Regions from separate parts of the Columba livia genome. Here region 1 is linked to region 2. Evidence: chromatin contacts called from public Hi-C data. All regions are on one chromosome and are shown on one strand. Each heading gives the region's core, a stretch centred on a gene start, on an enhancer-like site or on the middle of the called end of the contact. The rest is flanking DNA. Distances are from core to core; before and after follow the strand shown. Region 1 overlaps LOC135580212. Region 2 holds the start of LOC135580212.

Evidence for each region. Hi-C and Micro-C count contacts between places; a contact is called where the count stands out from the background.
Region 1: a contact with region 2 is called in a Hi-C map of liver, with 1.9 times the contacts expected there. The contact joins the enhancer-like site here to the promoter of LOC135580212 in region 2. A contact is called at or near these places in 2 of 2 Hi-C or Micro-C datasets (crop and liver).

What each region holds. Positions count from the first base shown.
Region 1 is chr9:346,363-349,062 of bColLiv1.pat.W.v2, reverse strand. The region is part of intron 4 of LOC135580212; the gene reads right to left. Among named protein-coding and RNA genes, the nearest start is that of PFN2, 37 kb to the right of the region's middle. Within about 2 kb of position 1,407, at least 3 of the 3 cell types and tissues checked have an H3K27ac peak away from gene starts, as active enhancers do.
Region 2 is chr9:309,862-312,561 of bColLiv1.pat.W.v2, reverse strand. It overlaps LOC135580212, which reads right to left and starts at 1,360. Exons shown (of 8, transcript XR_010474541.1): 1 at 1,105-1,360. PFN2 (profilin 2) reads left to right here and starts at 1,444. Exons shown (of 3, transcript XM_065073355.1): 1 at 1,444-1,752. The coding sequence starts at 1,621.

The DNA of each region.
Region 1 (2,700 bases), core at 158-2,657, 36 kb before region 2:
TTAAAACACTGATAAATAAAAGGCATTCGAGCAAGCAGGTGTGAATCTGAAATTACAGACTACTGACAAGCAAGCGCAGAGTGAATGAGCAGGAGCACATTACATCCAGTGCTTAGACAGCTATGGGTCACTGCCCAGAGGCAAGTCCAGCGCTAGTAAGACATTGAGCACTAGTGAGACACCCGCCAGCGCCGGCAACGCGGGCACAGCCCGCTCCCCTGCTCAGCCCGCGGGCCGGCAGCGCCCGCACCCGGACAGAGGCGCCCCCGCGGCGGGCAGGCGGGCTGCGGGCCGGCCGAGCCCCCCACGGGAGCTGGGTAAACGTGGGCCCCTGCTTCTCCTTATCAGGGAGTTCGCATTTCAGCTCCACGGTAAAGAAAAATCCAGTTAAAAACCCAAATGGACGAATCACTGTGGATTCCTCCCCAGCAGGCAGAAAAGGGACGGCGAAGCTCTGCAGCAGACGCGGTACCTGCGAGCACACCTGGGAGACGTGGGGCTGCGGTCATCCTATCAAAGCTGGAAACGCTGGGCACTGCGCTGGGCTCTATCTTCTGCCAGGCCGAACTCAAACCCGAAATATCTGCTCACACAACTCCAGCTGAGCTCTCAGTCATGTAACATAAGCACAAACTCCTCCTGACATCGGTGCAGAACAATTTGCAGTTAAGCTTTCTGTGGAAACCTACGAATCCAGACACTTCTGACAAGCGCAAAGTAACAATGCGCTTTTACTACCAGCTATTCACTTGCCAAGAAAAATTACTGTTTTTTCCAAGTTTCTAAATCCTGCAATATCTGGGTTTTTTTAGAACTAAGTTGCACACATTGTCCTTTAGGAGCTACTCGAACTGGCCAGCAATGGCTACATGTGACATATCTCAGGCCAGCACAGCCGGCACTCCAACAGTGGGTCCTAATTCAGCCTGTCACAAAGACAGGGGCCAGTGCAAAACGCTCAGTTCTGAGCATGCGCTGCCACTATTGAAAGCATAATCCGAAGTGCAGAGAGGAGGATTTCAGCTGAAAGTCTCGAGGATGGAATTTGCTTGCAGGATTCATGCCCAGAGCTCGGTTCAGGGCTCACAGCCCTCGTGGCATCCCAGGCTCTGGAGAAGAGGGACCTGGGTTTTAGGCAGGGCTCAATTCTCAAAGAAACGCCTGTGTGCACTTGCACAAGGAATACCTTGTTGGCTCAGGCTCAGTGAATTCAGAACAAACCAAACAAAAAGCCGCAGAACCATGTGCCATCTAGAGCTTTTGCTGCTCCTGCGGTCCCATGCGAGCCCAGGAACCTCCACCGCGTTCTGGAGGGCGAGCCCCCCCGGCCAGGGCAGCGGGCGGCACAGGGTCGGGCCATGTGCGCGGAGCGGCCGCTCGGTTCCGTGCGCCTGCTCCCGGACCCCTTGTCTGCCTCGCCCGGTGTGACGGCCCAGCGGGACCGGCCCCGCTGCGCACCGCGGGCTCCGGGCACGAACCGGGTGGGAAGCCGAGGCCTCTCAGCCACAGCACAGGAAAAGAGAAAAAAGCCAGCAGTACCGCATCTGGCAGCTTCCGAGTGGCGGGGGGGCCGCGCCCGTTATTCCCGCGTTGTGCCTGTGCACCGGCAGATGGAGCTCTGCCCTCAGCAGCCCGCTGCAGCCGCGCCTGCGGCACAAACCCGCCCCGCCGGGCCGCCGGGCTGCCGCATGGGACGCGGGCACAAAGGGGCCCCGGCCCCGCCAGCAGGGATCGCTCCGGAACTCGTCAGTGGCGAAAATCTCCGATTAACCGCAGTAATGCCTTCCCTTCCATTGTGTAATATTCTTCCTTTCTTTCTAAAATTGTTTCCAGGATTATTCGGGATTCAGCACGGTTTGGAAAATGAGAAGGCATGGTTTATTTCTCTTGCAAAATAAGGAATGACAATTTTTTCTTGCCACATTTAGAGAGAGAAAAAAAAAATATATATATATATATATAAAAAAAAATATAAAAACTGTATCATGCCTGTGAGCACTGCAGACTGCATGATCCTGAGGATTTCACAGGAACGAAAGGTCAAGGGATCTGCGGCAGATTTCCCCAGCGCTGCTGACAGATCTGACGCCTGTAGCGGGTGCGTCACAGCAGGACAGAGGAGGAGTGATGAGGGGGAGCACTGGCATTTGCCGGCATCTCAGCAAGCTGGGAAATGACAAATTCGTATGTGGATTCTCTTCCCGTGCTGCCGCAGGTGGCTCCAGCCAGGCCCTGCAGAGCCGGCGCATCCCGGTGTGCACCGCGGCGCCGGTGCTGCGGGCAACCCCGTGGCAACGAGCCACCCAAGGCCAGTGACCAGCCCCACCCTGCAGGGAACCAGGAGCAGAACCACCCTGGGTTGAGGGCTTTTTGTTGGTTGGTTTGCTCATGCACCAGGCACATTCTGCTGTGCACCCAATGCAGGCTTGACTTCAAACGAGTGAGCGCTCGCCACTGACGGCCAGGGAAGCCCATCTTTAGAGCCAGGGTGCAGCTCATTATTCTCTGCAAATGTACTGCTATATAAGCAATATATTAAAATATATTTTGACTTTTTTAAGATTCTTGGACGATTTCATGTTATGCAAGCAGGAAAACTGAGATTATTATAGAGTTACCCAAGATGCTGGAGATGATATTTGCCAGCAAGGTAATTCAATATACATCTATTCTGGCATTCAATAATTAAAGAGAGGCCCC
Region 2 (2,700 bases), core at 111-2,610:
AAGCTCTTTTGTAAGGATCTAGTAATCTCAGCCATCTCTGTTAGATCTAAACAAGTCAGCCCTGTGACTACTGAACGAGGTTTCAAACGGGCTAAGAACACCCTGAAGTATTCTGTAGGGATACTCATTAGAGATACCTGGTGAATGTTCTTCCTGGGGATATAACCTCAGGAGAAGGCAGATTCAATTGCTGTGTACTATGCCTTGGCATATTCATGTACAAGCTCAAACTCCATGAATTAAAGCTTCAAAGTTAAGTACACAGACCGCCACTTCACATCCCACTTATCTCCATTTCCCAGAGAATCCCAGCAGACACCGAGCAGAGAAAAATCATCCTGCTCAAAAAGGAGGTGACCCCACCACTCCAACTCAAAATTTAAGCAAGACCAAGGCGTTGTCCTAAACCATGACCTTGAAGGTGCGGGTGAATGTTGCCCAGGGACAGCATCACTGCAGCAAAATACTGGTATCAGACCTGGACCTTGTACAAAAGAACACAGAAATAACCAGAATAAACTGGAATAAAATGTGAAATGGCCACTTACAAAACCACACAGAAATAAAATATAGTAGATGCTAGTGTGCAAGACGGGGAGCCCACCAACTGAATACAAGATCAGCGATTTGGTACAGAAGTGCTGTTACTATGCTGGACACGGGCTCAGCTGGCGGGACAGCAGTGTGGTCAACTACCAGCAGCACCAACGGGCTTCCCGAGATCCTCACAGCTTCCGAGTCACACGAAAGAAGGCACAGAACATATAGAAATAAAACACAAATGCAACCAGCTGGGTGAACGTTGCCTCCCAAGAGACAGAGCTGGCGGAGCCGAGCCCACCGGGAGCCGAGCCCACCGGGAGCGGGGCAGGCCCGGCACGCCGGGAGAGCTGAGGAGAAGGGTCAGAGGGGGCTCTGCGCTGCTCCGGCAAACACAGCTGCGAACCGGTCTGGCCGATGCTGAAAAGCACCAGGGCTTGCCCCAAGCACCGACCACGCTTCCAGAAGCGAGAGCAGCGCAATTTCTTGGTCCTCAGAGCAACGTTCCAGCTGCCGCAAGCCAAGGGACCGAGGCGGAACGGCGGCCCGGCAGCCGGTACTCACCCGGCCGGCCCCTCTCGGCGCTCCGGGCAGCGCAGGCGGCGGCATCGCGGGCGGGCGGCAGCGCCGGGGCTCGAACCGCGGGCTCCGCCGCTGCCCCGCGCGGTCTGAGGCAGCGCAGCGCGCGCTCTCCCGTCCCGGCGGGCCCGCCGCACCTCTCCGCCGAGGGCCGAGCGGACCCGGACCGGGACCGGGACCCCGCCGCCCGGCTCCCGCCGCATCGCATCGCGCCGCTCCGCGCGGCGAAACCCGCCGCCGTTCCCGCCTCGGCCGCGCGGAGCCGGGCGGCGCGGGGGGCGGTGCCGGGCCGCGCCCCTCCTCCCCTCCGCCCCTCGGCGCCGGCAGCGCGGAGGGCTGGGCTGGGCCGCGCCGCTCGCTGCAGCGCTCGGCTCCGCTCCGCCGTCGAGGAGGGAGAAGAGAGAGGAGAGGGACGGGACCGCCTCGCCCAGCCCCGCCGCCCGCCGCCCGGCCCGCGCCTCGCCGCCCGCCCCGCTCGCCCCCACCGCCGCCCGCGCGAAGATGGCCGGCTGGCAGAGCTACGTGGACAACCTGATGTGCGATGGCTGCTGCCAGGAGGCCGCCATTGTGGGCTACTGCGACGCCAAGTACGTCTGGGCAGCCACGGCCGGCGGCATCTTCCAGAGCATCACGGTGAGGGCGGCGGCCGGGCAGGCGGGCGGGAGCGGGGAAGGGCGAGCGCGCCTGCGGCGCCGGCCCGGCGGGAGCGCGAGCGCGGCCGTTAGCGCGGGGCGGGGGACGGGGGCACCTTGGGGTGTGCGGGGGGAAGGCGGCGGGCGAGAGAGAGGGGCCCGGCCGCCTTTTTGTCTGTGTCTGCCGGCGGCGCCGCGGGAGAGGGGCCCTTCCCGCCGGCGGGGGCGGGGGCTGCGGCCCGATGCGGCGGGGCCCGCCTGCGGGGCTGGCGGGGCGGCCGCGCGGGGGCCGCGGGGCGGCGGGCGAGGCCGCGCGGCGGGGCTGGCGTAGGGCCGCCCGCGCCTGGGCCCGGCGCTGCGGCGAGGCTTACGTGCGCGGCGTAGGAGGCGTTCGTGAATGCCCACCGCGCCGCCGGCTCCATGTTTTTCACCGCCAAGATGGCGCACTGCCATTGATCGCTGCCTCCCCTCCCCCGCCCCGCCCGTCCTTCGCCCCCGCCGCCGCCCCGGCCCGCCAGCCCCGCGCCCGCCGCCCGCCCGGCGCTGCGGGACCGCGCCGCCGTTACATAAGGGCCGTGCGGCGCTCTGCAGCGCGGCCTGGCCCGGCCGGCCCGGCGGCCGGCGCCGTGCCCCGCCCCGGGCGCGGCGGGGCCCGCGGCGGCGTGGGCCAGGTCCCGGTCCCGGTCCCGGTGCCGGGGCAGCGCGGGCGGGCGGGGCCCGCGGCGGCCGCGCAGAGCCGGGCCGTGATTGCGGAGCCGGGCCCGCCGTGACGCTGCACTTTGCGGCCGCGCCGCCGCGGCTGGGCCCGCGCCCCCCCCCGCGCCGGCCGCGCCGCCGCCCGACCCCCGCGGCCGCTCCGGGCCCGGCGCTCCCGCAGCGCGGCTGGCGGGGCCGCCCCCGCGCACACCGGGCCGGGCCGGGCCGGGCGGGCCCGCAGCGCAGGGCGGCC